Regions from separate parts of the Zea mays genome. Here all the other regions are linked to region 1. The links are chromatin contacts, called in public Hi-C maps. All regions are on one chromosome and are shown on one strand. The core of a region is the stretch at or near the end of the contact, and the rest is flanking DNA. Distances in the headings are between cores, read along the strand shown. Region 1 holds the start of LOC100273403 (Putative ALA-interacting subunit 2). Region 2 holds the start of LOC100382437 (putative dnaJ chaperone family protein). Region 3 holds the start of LOC103644142 (trafficking protein particle complex subunit 8).

The links. Hi-C and Micro-C count contacts between places; a contact is called where the count stands out from the background.
Region 2: a Hi-C map of ear shows a contact between it and region 1, with 2.9 times the contacts expected there. The contact joins the promoter of LOC100382437 here to the promoter of LOC100273403 in region 1. A contact is called at or near these places in 2 of 25 Hi-C or Micro-C datasets (ear and tassel).
Region 3: a Hi-C map of tassel shows a contact between it and region 1, with 2.4 times the contacts expected there. The contact joins the promoter of LOC103644142 here to the promoter of LOC100273403 in region 1. A contact is called at or near these places in 5 of 25 Hi-C or Micro-C datasets (ear, leaf, leaf mesophyll and 1 more).

The regions. Positions count from the first base shown.
Region 1 is chr1:292,009,163-292,012,532 of Zm-B73-REFERENCE-NAM-5.0, forward strand. LOC100273403 (Putative ALA-interacting subunit 2) reads left to right here and starts at 1,746. Exons shown (of 8, transcript NM_001147840.1): 1 at 1,746-1,872; 2 at 3,065-3,126; 3 at 3,217-3,291. The coding sequence starts at 1,803. It overlaps LOC103644136, which reads right to left and starts at 1,483. Exons shown (of 7, transcript NM_001346920.1): 1 at 1,319-1,483; 2 at 1-133. The coding sequence starts at 1,413.
Region 2 is chr1:292,713,603-292,716,972 of Zm-B73-REFERENCE-NAM-5.0, forward strand. LOC100382437 (putative dnaJ chaperone family protein) reads left to right here and starts at 1,602. Exons shown (of 6, transcript NM_001175179.1): 1 at 1,602-1,797; 2 at 2,848-3,016; 3 at 3,104-3,245; 4 at 3,331-3,370. The coding sequence starts at 1,648.
Region 3 is chr1:292,557,138-292,560,507 of Zm-B73-REFERENCE-NAM-5.0, forward strand. It overlaps LOC103644142 (trafficking protein particle complex subunit 8), which reads left to right and starts at 1,501. Exons shown (of 29, transcript XM_008667340.4): 1 at 1,501-1,716; 2 at 1,800-1,985; 3 at 2,105-2,199; 4 at 2,282-2,381. The coding sequence starts at 1,826.

The DNA.
Region 1 (3,370 bases), core at 496-2,995:
AAAACTATGGGAAGGGTGATAAGCATGTGCAGCAACTTGCGACGACGAGTCAACTCTGGAAGCTTGTTTGCCACCCAACCAATCTATGCTTGCAACATTAGTTTGCATAGCAGGTGACGAGGCACCGACGGAACTGAAAAGAAAAAGGGGCTTCAGTGCAAGCTTTTAAAAAAGAATGACAAAAATCTGTAGAAAGGATTATTTCTTGCTTTATGAATTCCGTACAGAAAAGGTTCGCATTGACGTTATGTAACTACCCGCAGCCGCGGAAAGGTGCCGGGACGTGAGCAAGATCACAAGCAGAGATAACTTGGGGAAATGGACGAGAAAAGGTTCCTCTCCGATTTGATTCCTTTCTAGTTCGTTGTCTGGGTTCTACCTTTGCATGGCAGTGGCTTATAAGACAGAGGCTAACTCTACCTTGTGTGCCCATGCATACATATGACATACCAACACCAAATATGTATACGCCAGCTGTAGATTTGTTCGCGCCGTTGGCATGGTACCAGCCGTGACAAGTTAGCTTGTCATCCAAATAAAATAACTGTTTTCAGGTTTTAGCATTCAAGCATAGAAACTATAGCACCATGTTCAGATCTAACATCAAAAAATGAATTGAGAATAAGCTACCTAGATCTATAGTTAACAAGGCTACCATGAGCTCCAGTGGCTCAATAGTCAATCCTATGCTACCAGTCTCCACACCATCAAATGTGCCACATTCTCCACTGATTTTTGCAAACTGCAATCCTTCTCAAATCTCAATTGCTGCACTGTGACCAAACCAGCATTAGAATATAATAGCATGAAGTCAGCACAAATGTAGCATGTCCCCCTAATCATAATATTTGGTGGCAAACACGTGTAAGCTCTAATCGCAGAATTATGTCATTCATTGTTACCGTTCATTAATCTGTAACACTATACAGCAGCAGGAACCAATCTAGCAACTCAAATCCTGGCGTTTTGCAGCCAAAAGGAGAAGTAAAGCTCAGCCAGCTACACTTGATTTTCGCCGACCATGGACGTATAACTGATGTTGGCCATCAAATATCTCATGCTTTCCCCTACAAAGGAGTGTCCTAGAGTCCAATCAAAATTCCATAATCGAATTTGAGCCACCGCCTCGGCAAATCCTACCTCGAATCCTACAATAGGTCTTTTGGACGAAGTAAAATCTACCTTTCTTACGCAGAACCAACACCCTCGCCACCAATCCGAGCACTGAGACCCCGATTCCCTAACCAAGCAACAGCGCCTACAGCTGAGAATCTACAACCAAAAGTAGAGAGGTCCCGAGGCGCGACCGCCACCGTACCTGGCTACCGGGGTGTGCGGCGGCGACGAGGACCGGGCGACGGCCATCGGCGTTTCTGCCACCGCCCCCGACGAGCTCCTCACCTCCTCTCGCATCTCCCTCTCTCTCTATCTCTCTCTCACACACACTCCGTGGCGCCCGCGCCTGTCGCTCCTGGGCGAAACGAAATGGGGAAAAGATTCCCCCGATCGCGACGCGCCGGGCGGCGCATTGATGCGGCCGTTACATCGACCGTTAGTCACCGTTAGTATCCATCTCACGCCGTCAATTCGAGCGCCCCCGGGAGTTGGGCCCATAAGGCCCACGTGAATTAGATAGGCCCTCAAGATTTAGTGGGCCCATGGGCTCCTTTTCATCGAGCAGCAAGTGGACTCTCCACTCTTCTTCTGCGGTCGGATCCCCCGGCGGGTCGGACTGCGGAGCACGGGCTCCGGCGAGCCGCTGACGAGGGCCTGTGCGGCGACCGAGCTCGTGGCGGGAGAAGATGGACGAAGCGAGCACCTCCGCGTCCGGCGCCGCGACGAGGCGCGGCTTCGTGCCTGCGAGATCGGGAGGTGAGTCACGATCTGATGGCTGGGCTGGCTTCGATTCGGTCGCGTCGCGTCTAGGTTTCCACGCTCAGGAGCGGTGTGGTCTGCGGGAGATAGTAGCCTCAGCCCTCAGATGCTAGGGTTAGTAGCTCGCGCGATCGTGGGATTGCATAAACGCTTAATTCGAGCGTAAAATTGCAGTTCGCATTGTTGATTTGGTCTTACATGTTACGGAGGTTGCTTGCTTACAATTACAATCCATTTATCTGAACAGCATTTGAGGTGTGTGCATGCTATGCTAATGTAAGGTTACATTTGGTGAGTCTTTATAAGGCCCCGTTTGGTATAAGGGACTAATGCTCCATTTCAGTCCCATTTAGTCCCTAAATTGGCAAACGCTGGGACTAAAATAGTGATTAAACTGTTTTAGTCTCTAGTCCCTCAAGGGGTGACCAAAAAGGACTAAACCATATAAATTCCAGTTTTTGCCCTTGTTTTATCAGTTGTACTAATTGCGGAAGAATGCTAAGTGGTATTTTAGTCCTCTTATGATTCATTTAATGTGTTTTAAATAATTTTAGTCCGTAGAAGTCTCCTAACTAAATTTTAGTCACTGGACTAAAGTAACCAAACGGGACCTAACAATAAATGAACTTTTAGCTAATAATCATGGTGGGCATAAAGTTAGGGGGTGTTTGTTTTATAGGGACTAATTTTTAGTCCCTCCATTTTATTTCATTTTAGTCCCTAAATTGTCAAATACGTTTAGTTTCCGTGTTTGGCAATTTAGGGACTAAAATGGAATAAAATGGTGGGACTAAAAATTAGTCCATAAATTTAAGTTTCCGTATTTGGTAATTTAGGGACTAAAATGAAATAAAATGGAGGGACTAAAAATTAGTCCATAGAAACTAAACACACCCTTAGTCACCATCTGGACTCGCGATCTGTATCATCATTTTTTAGAATCATGTGAAACACAATACTGATGCAACCACAGGCAGATTTTGTTGTATTAACTTGTGTTTCCTTTATTGGCAACTACTGAATCTGGACATAAGAAGATTATTTGGTGGATTTCTTTTACAAACTTTGAGAATTCAGATTATCTGTATTTTCCTATCATTGTTGTGCGTTGCAGTACTGTTCTAGTTTAGTACTCCATAGAGTTGACAATTCTTTTTTTCCATTTTTGAAAAGTTTGTTAGTTTTGCAGTTTTCTATAGGTTCACCCAGCAGAACCTCCCAGCTTGGAAGCCAGCAATGACACCTGGATGTGTAAGTTTGCTCTGATCCTATCGACAGGTTTGGCATATAGACTGTTTCATATGCAGTTCAAATGATGATATTTTACTTCACTGTTTTCAGATAATAGCAATGTTCTTGATTATCGGAATAATTTTCATACCTTTCGGGCTTCTTTGTCTCCAAACTTCAAATCATGTATTGTTCTGCTCCCTCTGGTAGATACTGATGTTTCCTTTAATCTTTATACCGCAAGGTATAACTGATGTGCTCATTA
Region 2 (3,370 bases), core at 352-2,851, 700 kb after region 1:
ACATTTCTTCCTCATACCCGTTTACCGTGTGATAAATCCTCCACGGGGATCCCCGTTCCCGTTTAAATTATAATTAGGGTGTATGTCCTTTTGTTATTAATGCAAAACGATGTCACTTATACACATTGTTTGATGTAAAAAAATATTGTGTACATCAAAATGAATATAATTGGACAATTTCTTGACAAGTTATTTATTTATTATATCATTAATTATTACAGAAAACATTGTCACGTGCAATTTTAATGGGTCTCCACGGAAAATGAGGATAAGAATGCTTCCTCATCCCCTTTCCCCATTCCAGTTTATCTGTTGAGGGAGTACTTTTCACCGTTTACATCCTATGAGAAAGAAACTTCAGCATCCCTATTTTCTAATAGACAAATTTCTTGTAATGAGTAGAGGATCGAGCCATTGACATCTCTAAGCCAAACTTAAAAGGTTCTTGACTTCTTTCTAGTTTCCAGAACATGCGGATCTCCTCATAAGATGACTTAGGGGGTGTTTGGTTTGTAGGGACTAATGTTTAGTCCCATTATTTTATTCCATTTTAGACTATAAATTGTCAAATTTAGAAACTAGAATAGAGTTTTAGTTTCTATATTTAGCAATTTTGCAACTAAAATGAAATAAAATGTATAGACTAAAAATTAGTCCCTAGAAACCAAACACCCCCTTACTTCTCGCCAACATGGCCCGGGGACCCCACTCGACGACCACAGCCACGCCCACGCAGCAATCGAGTCGTGTCAACACGCGCTCCAGTAGCCCCACGCCCATTTAGTTTATCTCCAACCATTCCCCCTCTCAAATCCTCTTATTAGTACTTTCTAATTATATTTAAATAACTCCCTCTCAACCATTCTTCTCCTATTTTATACCTCAGTTTTTAGAGTTTTAAAAAAGTACTACTATATTTACAGTACCTTAATACACATTGCTATCTATCAATTAAACTCAAAAAACTAATTTTACACTAAATACAAATCAATTAGTAGATTTACCTCTCACCCCGCTAGAGGGCCAAGCGGGCGCCGTTGGGGCCGGCCGGGGAGCTCTAGCCCCTGTTTGTTTCGACTTTTCACAGCTTCTGGCCACCAAAAGCTACTGTGGATTGCCAAACACTCAGATTTTTAGCCAGCTTTTATAAAATTCGTTTGGGTAAAAACCATTGAAAATCAACATAAACATATAATCGGTTGAGTCGTCGCAATAGTAGTAATTCGTCACTTTATAGATCATGAGCCTCATGGACAACTTTATCTTCCTCTGCACGTAATCTTAATGATACTCAGATTCTCTACACAGCCAGATTGTCTCGATAGCTAGATTCTCAGAAAAGCTGGTCAGAAAATAGCTGAACCAAACAACTTGTACTCCACCCTATAGCCGACACGGAGAGGGACTCGTTGGAGTCCGCCTCACAGGAAGGCCCCGGAAGCATCTGGAAGCTGCGGCGGACACCGCCCGATCCGCATCTGACGGGCCGCGAGCCACTCGCCCCCGCCTCTTGCAGCTTCCAGCGCATTCACTCCCGACCACCAGTCCCGATGCTATAACTACCCTCGTTGTTCTATCTCCTCCTCACAAACCTCTCCTGGCACGAGATCACGCTTCTCGTTGGATCGAACAGCTAGGGTTTCCAAGATGTTCGGGCGCGCGCCGAAGAAGAGCGACAACACACGGTACTACGAGATCCTCGGGGTCTCCAAGGACGCGTCCCAGGATGACCTCAAGAAAGCCTACCGCAAGGCCGCCATCAAGAACCACCCCGACAAGGGCGGCGATCCCGAGAAGGTGAGCGCGCGTGCTGGTCTCCTCCTCTAGCTCCGATCTGTCCGCGGCGGGGAGTAGTAGGCGGGTTGTCATGTTTCCGGCGACGTCGAAACGGTTCGCTAGGCCGATTTCTTTTGGTGCCGGTCGTTGTGGGAGAGGGGCGGTTGATTGAATCTGAGAGGTGTGGAATTAGATGGTTCTAATCAATGGTTGGCGATGGTGGAGGGATTCGTACGGGGAAGTAGCCAAGTAGGTACATGTTGCATGGAAACTGTTACGAATTATGGCTGCTACCGAGACACATCTAGAGCTGTTCATGCCCCTGGAATTACTCGCTCTATGCGGTTTTGATCTGTATATTAATTAACAACTATTTACTCAAAAGATTGTTGACGCTCTATACGGTTTTGATCGTATGTTAATTAACAATTAATTACTCAAAAGATTGTTGATCAAGCAAAGTCTTGTTTAGTCCGCTAGTATAGTGGCTATATATATAGTACCGTTTTAGTCTGGTTAGACCTGTTTGTTGTTTTGTAATAGATGGTTGGTTTGCTAGTGATAGTATAATGGTCAGAGTTGTAGCTTTTGATGAAAAAAATGTGAAATTGTTTGCCAAACTTACTTGAGGAACTGAGGGACTTTGCTTACTTCAATTTCCATGACCTGAATACTGTAGTGTGCTCTATCCACTGATTCTGAAAATTGATGCACTGTTTTGAATCCCTGAATTGTTGGATGAATGCTTTGACCCTAAAGATGCTCCACTTATTTGAATTGTGGACCATAGACGAATGCCCTGATTCTGAAAAATGTCAACGTGCACATTCTTACACAGTATGGTCACTCGTCAACCTTGTAGTTCTATTTGATTCTTTGAATGGTTTATACCAGATGTTATCATTCAACTAGTGTTGTTAGAACCAGTGGTGATGTATATATAGGTCATTTTACCCAATCTGCATGAATACGGTGATGATTGATTGTAAGTCTGTAATCTGTATAAATGGTCGAATGGAGCTGTTGATTTCTGATTGAGATGAAAACTAAGAGTTCATGCTTTTGTTTCAGTTCAAGGAGCTAGCTCAGGCTTATGAGGTCCTCAGTGATCCTGAAAAGCGGGAGATTTATGATCAATATGGTGAGGATGCCCTCAAGGAGGGAATGGGAGGTGGTGGAGGGATGCACGATCCCTTTGACATATTCCAGTCATTCTTTGGTGGTGGAAGCCCTTTTGGAGGTATGTTACATAACAAAAAGCTGATGCAATGACATTGACATTGAGAAGCACATATGTAGTTCTCATGCTGTATGTACTTGTCCGAAGGTGGTGGCAGCAGTAGGGGCAGAAGGCAGCGAAGGGGAGAGGATGTGGTTCATCCTCTAAAGGTTTCTCTGGAGGATTTGTACAATGGCACATCAAAGAAGCTCTCTCTGTCCCGCAGTGTCCTCTGCTCCAAGTGCAATGGGTGGGTCATCTGTATCCATAGGGATGCCGTATGTTTTATAGATCAGATTTTCAGTATCTCATCATGGTGTGCTGTAATCCTGCAGTAAGGGTTCAAAGTCTGGAGCTTCATCGAGGTGTGCTGGT
Region 3 (3,370 bases), core at 251-2,750, 550 kb after region 1:
TATGGTTAAAACATACGAAACAAGATAAAACCGTCATGAATCTAATCATCAGTTAACCGATACTCACATCAAATAACACAAAACAATGTCATGGATCCTCCGTGCTCCAACCAATGCCAAAATCTAGATAATCAAATAAAACATGAAAACAAACTTAACAACGAAGATTTACTAGGAGGCCAAGGTAGCAGAAGCAACAAACATTATCAAACACTAGAAATTGCTAGTCACATGTCACTATGAAATAACAACACCAAGAGGAAGACTAGAGAAGTTGTAAAAGAGGAAGGAAATGAAACATACATTAGAAATTCACGCGCACCTCCCAATATCTGAAAAGTAGTGTTGACATATAGATCCCACAATACAAAGACATAAAAAGGAACAATGACGAGGAGAGTTCAAACGACACATGGAGCAACGTATGCCAGGTCCAACATAAACAATCGATGCCATTTAATAGCTTTTGTAAGGAAAAAAATATTGCACATATATAATATTAGATACATGGCCTCTATTTCTCTCTCACCCAACCACCTTATTGCTCGGACTAGCCCTGCTTGACAACACATACTCCACTTTTTCCTTTCTTCATTTTTATAGTATGCACATATTCATATTCCAAGAGGATATGTGATTAGAGGTGGTAATGGATCACGATCCAAATATTTCTTCATAATCCTTTAGAGCACTAAATTAGTTTTAATTCAAAAATAAATAGAAATAGAGTCCGATCTTATTTGGATCCGATCCTTAAATTTTATAGTATAAAATTTAGAGCCTATTATCATCCCTAGCTATGAGCCTATGATTAAACGGACATGTACAAAAGCGCTTTGATGCTCACTAATAATGTCAGGAAAGGTAGCTTTTAATCTATTAGGCCATTCGGGAATTTTATGAGAGTTTCATTCTCATTAAATGCATGTCATATATGGAAGCATAATGATATGATATGTATTTTAACGAAGAAAGATAAGAGAGAGTTTTCTAGGAAATGATAAACAGAGAGTTCTATGTGGATGATATTTTTAATATATCGTTATCTAAATAAATATTGACGTGGCAAACCTTGAACACAGCTCGATAAAAGTATGTATCGACAATGACCTTAACTAGCATTTTTGAAATCATCTTATACACTATATTGAGCCAAAACGTGATACCTTCTCTGGGTTAGCCACTTATGCGATTAGAACAATAAAAACTGTCGCCATTTTTTAATAAACGAGCTGCTTGGATCATAAAATTATGAGCCTATTTGGTTCTCATGAGATTTTTTAGTCCAAATAAAAAATATCTCATAATAAATCAAACACATTGGATATTATTCCTAGAGTAGTGTGTTCGAATGTAAATGTAAAATCTATATCGATAAAATCTAGTTTCAGCTGAATTCTAGAATAGTACATTGGATTTTGTGCAAAATGAGATTTCAAAAATCTCAAGCAAACCAAACGCCATTTTAGAAAAAAAATCAACAAGACTAAGTGTATAGATGGCCTTTCAAGGCCCACAAAGCATCCCTTGAAGCCCAAGTATGGAAACCGTGCAGGCTGTGCTGTACGGCCAGTCGTCGACTCGTCGTCTTCTCTACCTGGCGCTCTCCCAGATCAGATCACCACCACCGCCCACCGCCCACCACCGCTCACCGAGCTCGCGGTCGCCGGAGATCACCGTTCTCCGGCGGCCCCGCGTACGCCGGTATCAGTAAAGGTTGGTTATCCACATCGAAACCCCAGCTCGCGCCTCCCACCCGAGTCAGTCACGCCGCTAAATTTGGCTCATCCGCCATTCAGACCAGCGCCGCTAGGGTTTTGGACCTATGGATCCGCTCCGGAGCTACCTGGGCCGGATCCTCCTCGAAGAGATCACACCGGTGGTGATGGTGCTGTCCACACCGCTCGCCGAGGCCGCCTGCCGTAAGAACGGCCTCAGCTTCGTCGACATGCTCTCCCCGTTCTCGCTCTTCAAAAAAATCGACGGTAACTGGCCTCTAAATGCTTGGTTTCAGATGACCCTGTGCTGTACTTTGTTTGCTTCTCGTTTGTTTTGGTTTTGTGATCTCATGGAGGGTTCTGTCTCTGTGCCCGCGACTGAGCAGTGCCCGTGCGGACGGCGAGCGAGGTTCCGTACAGGCTGCAAATGTTTAAGATCCGGATGGTTTACGCGTCCGACGTCCGGAAGGAGGACTGCGAGGTGATCCTCAAACATTCTGACGTTGCTATCCTAGGTGTATGTAGCTACTTCGGTGTTTGATGACCTCGATGTTTGGGAACAGGTGGCAGACGAGAAGATTAAGCCTGTAGTTTCTGAGGCCAATGAGAAGGCTCTTCCGGATTTGCTTTCAGACCCGCCTCAGGCTGAAGATGTACTTGGAAGTGAGATTCTGTGCTTTGCTTATATATAATGATAATATATGAATGCACTTTTCTAGGTCCTCTCCAATGAAGTTCACATTGCTGTGTTTCTCTGATAATTGGATTAGTGGTGAAGGGCGACAAAGATTTCTTTTTTCAGGTGGGGAAGCAGAGTAAGATAGGCAGCAGAAAACTAGTTGATTAGCCATAGAATTAGGAAATCAGTATATATTGCAAAATTAGAGTCGAACTACTATCGAACTATGTAAAGTTCTAAATAAAGTAGGAAAGTGACCTCAATTGATTACACAAGGTCATTTTGCTTGCCACTTCAGCATTGTTGTGCATGTTGTGGCGGCAGGGAAGTGCGGCCACTGGTGAGGCTTGCGTAGAGGTTGATGATAACGTGTATGGTAGGCCTGAATGCTGCTGAGGTAACTAGGAGAGGTGAGCTTATGTGGTTGTTTTCCATTTATAGCATCGAAGAAAATAGTGATCTGCGACTAGTATGTTTTTCCGAGCAGTGTTCTTAAGGCTCCTAGGCGAGCAAGCAAACAGGACAACCGCCTTAGCGCCTAGGTGACGCCTAGGCGCGCAAGGCGACAAGATTTCTCCGAGCGCCTGGACGCCTAGGCGACGCCTTAAAAACCCTGGTTCCGAGCATTGTCGACAAGAGTTAATGGACTAGTTGAAGCTACTTTTGTGGCCCTAGTGGGCAGTGAACTTGGAAGCATTGGAGGGCTGCAGTTGGGCCGACTTTTCCTAGACGACCAGGGTGTGTGCTGGGGGTGGGCTAGCCGTTAGCCCAGGCTGGCAATGGTTAACCTCTTAACCTTATTAACCTTTATGGTGAGGAATAGTCAAATGTGTGTTCATAAACATAAAGAATAGTATAATGTGTGACCTGTGAACTAGAAATGATTTTTGATGGGCAGCCACATGCTTTCCATCAAGATCACTTTGTGCAGTTGCAACATAATTTCAGGGTATTGTGTGTAGTAATGGAGTTG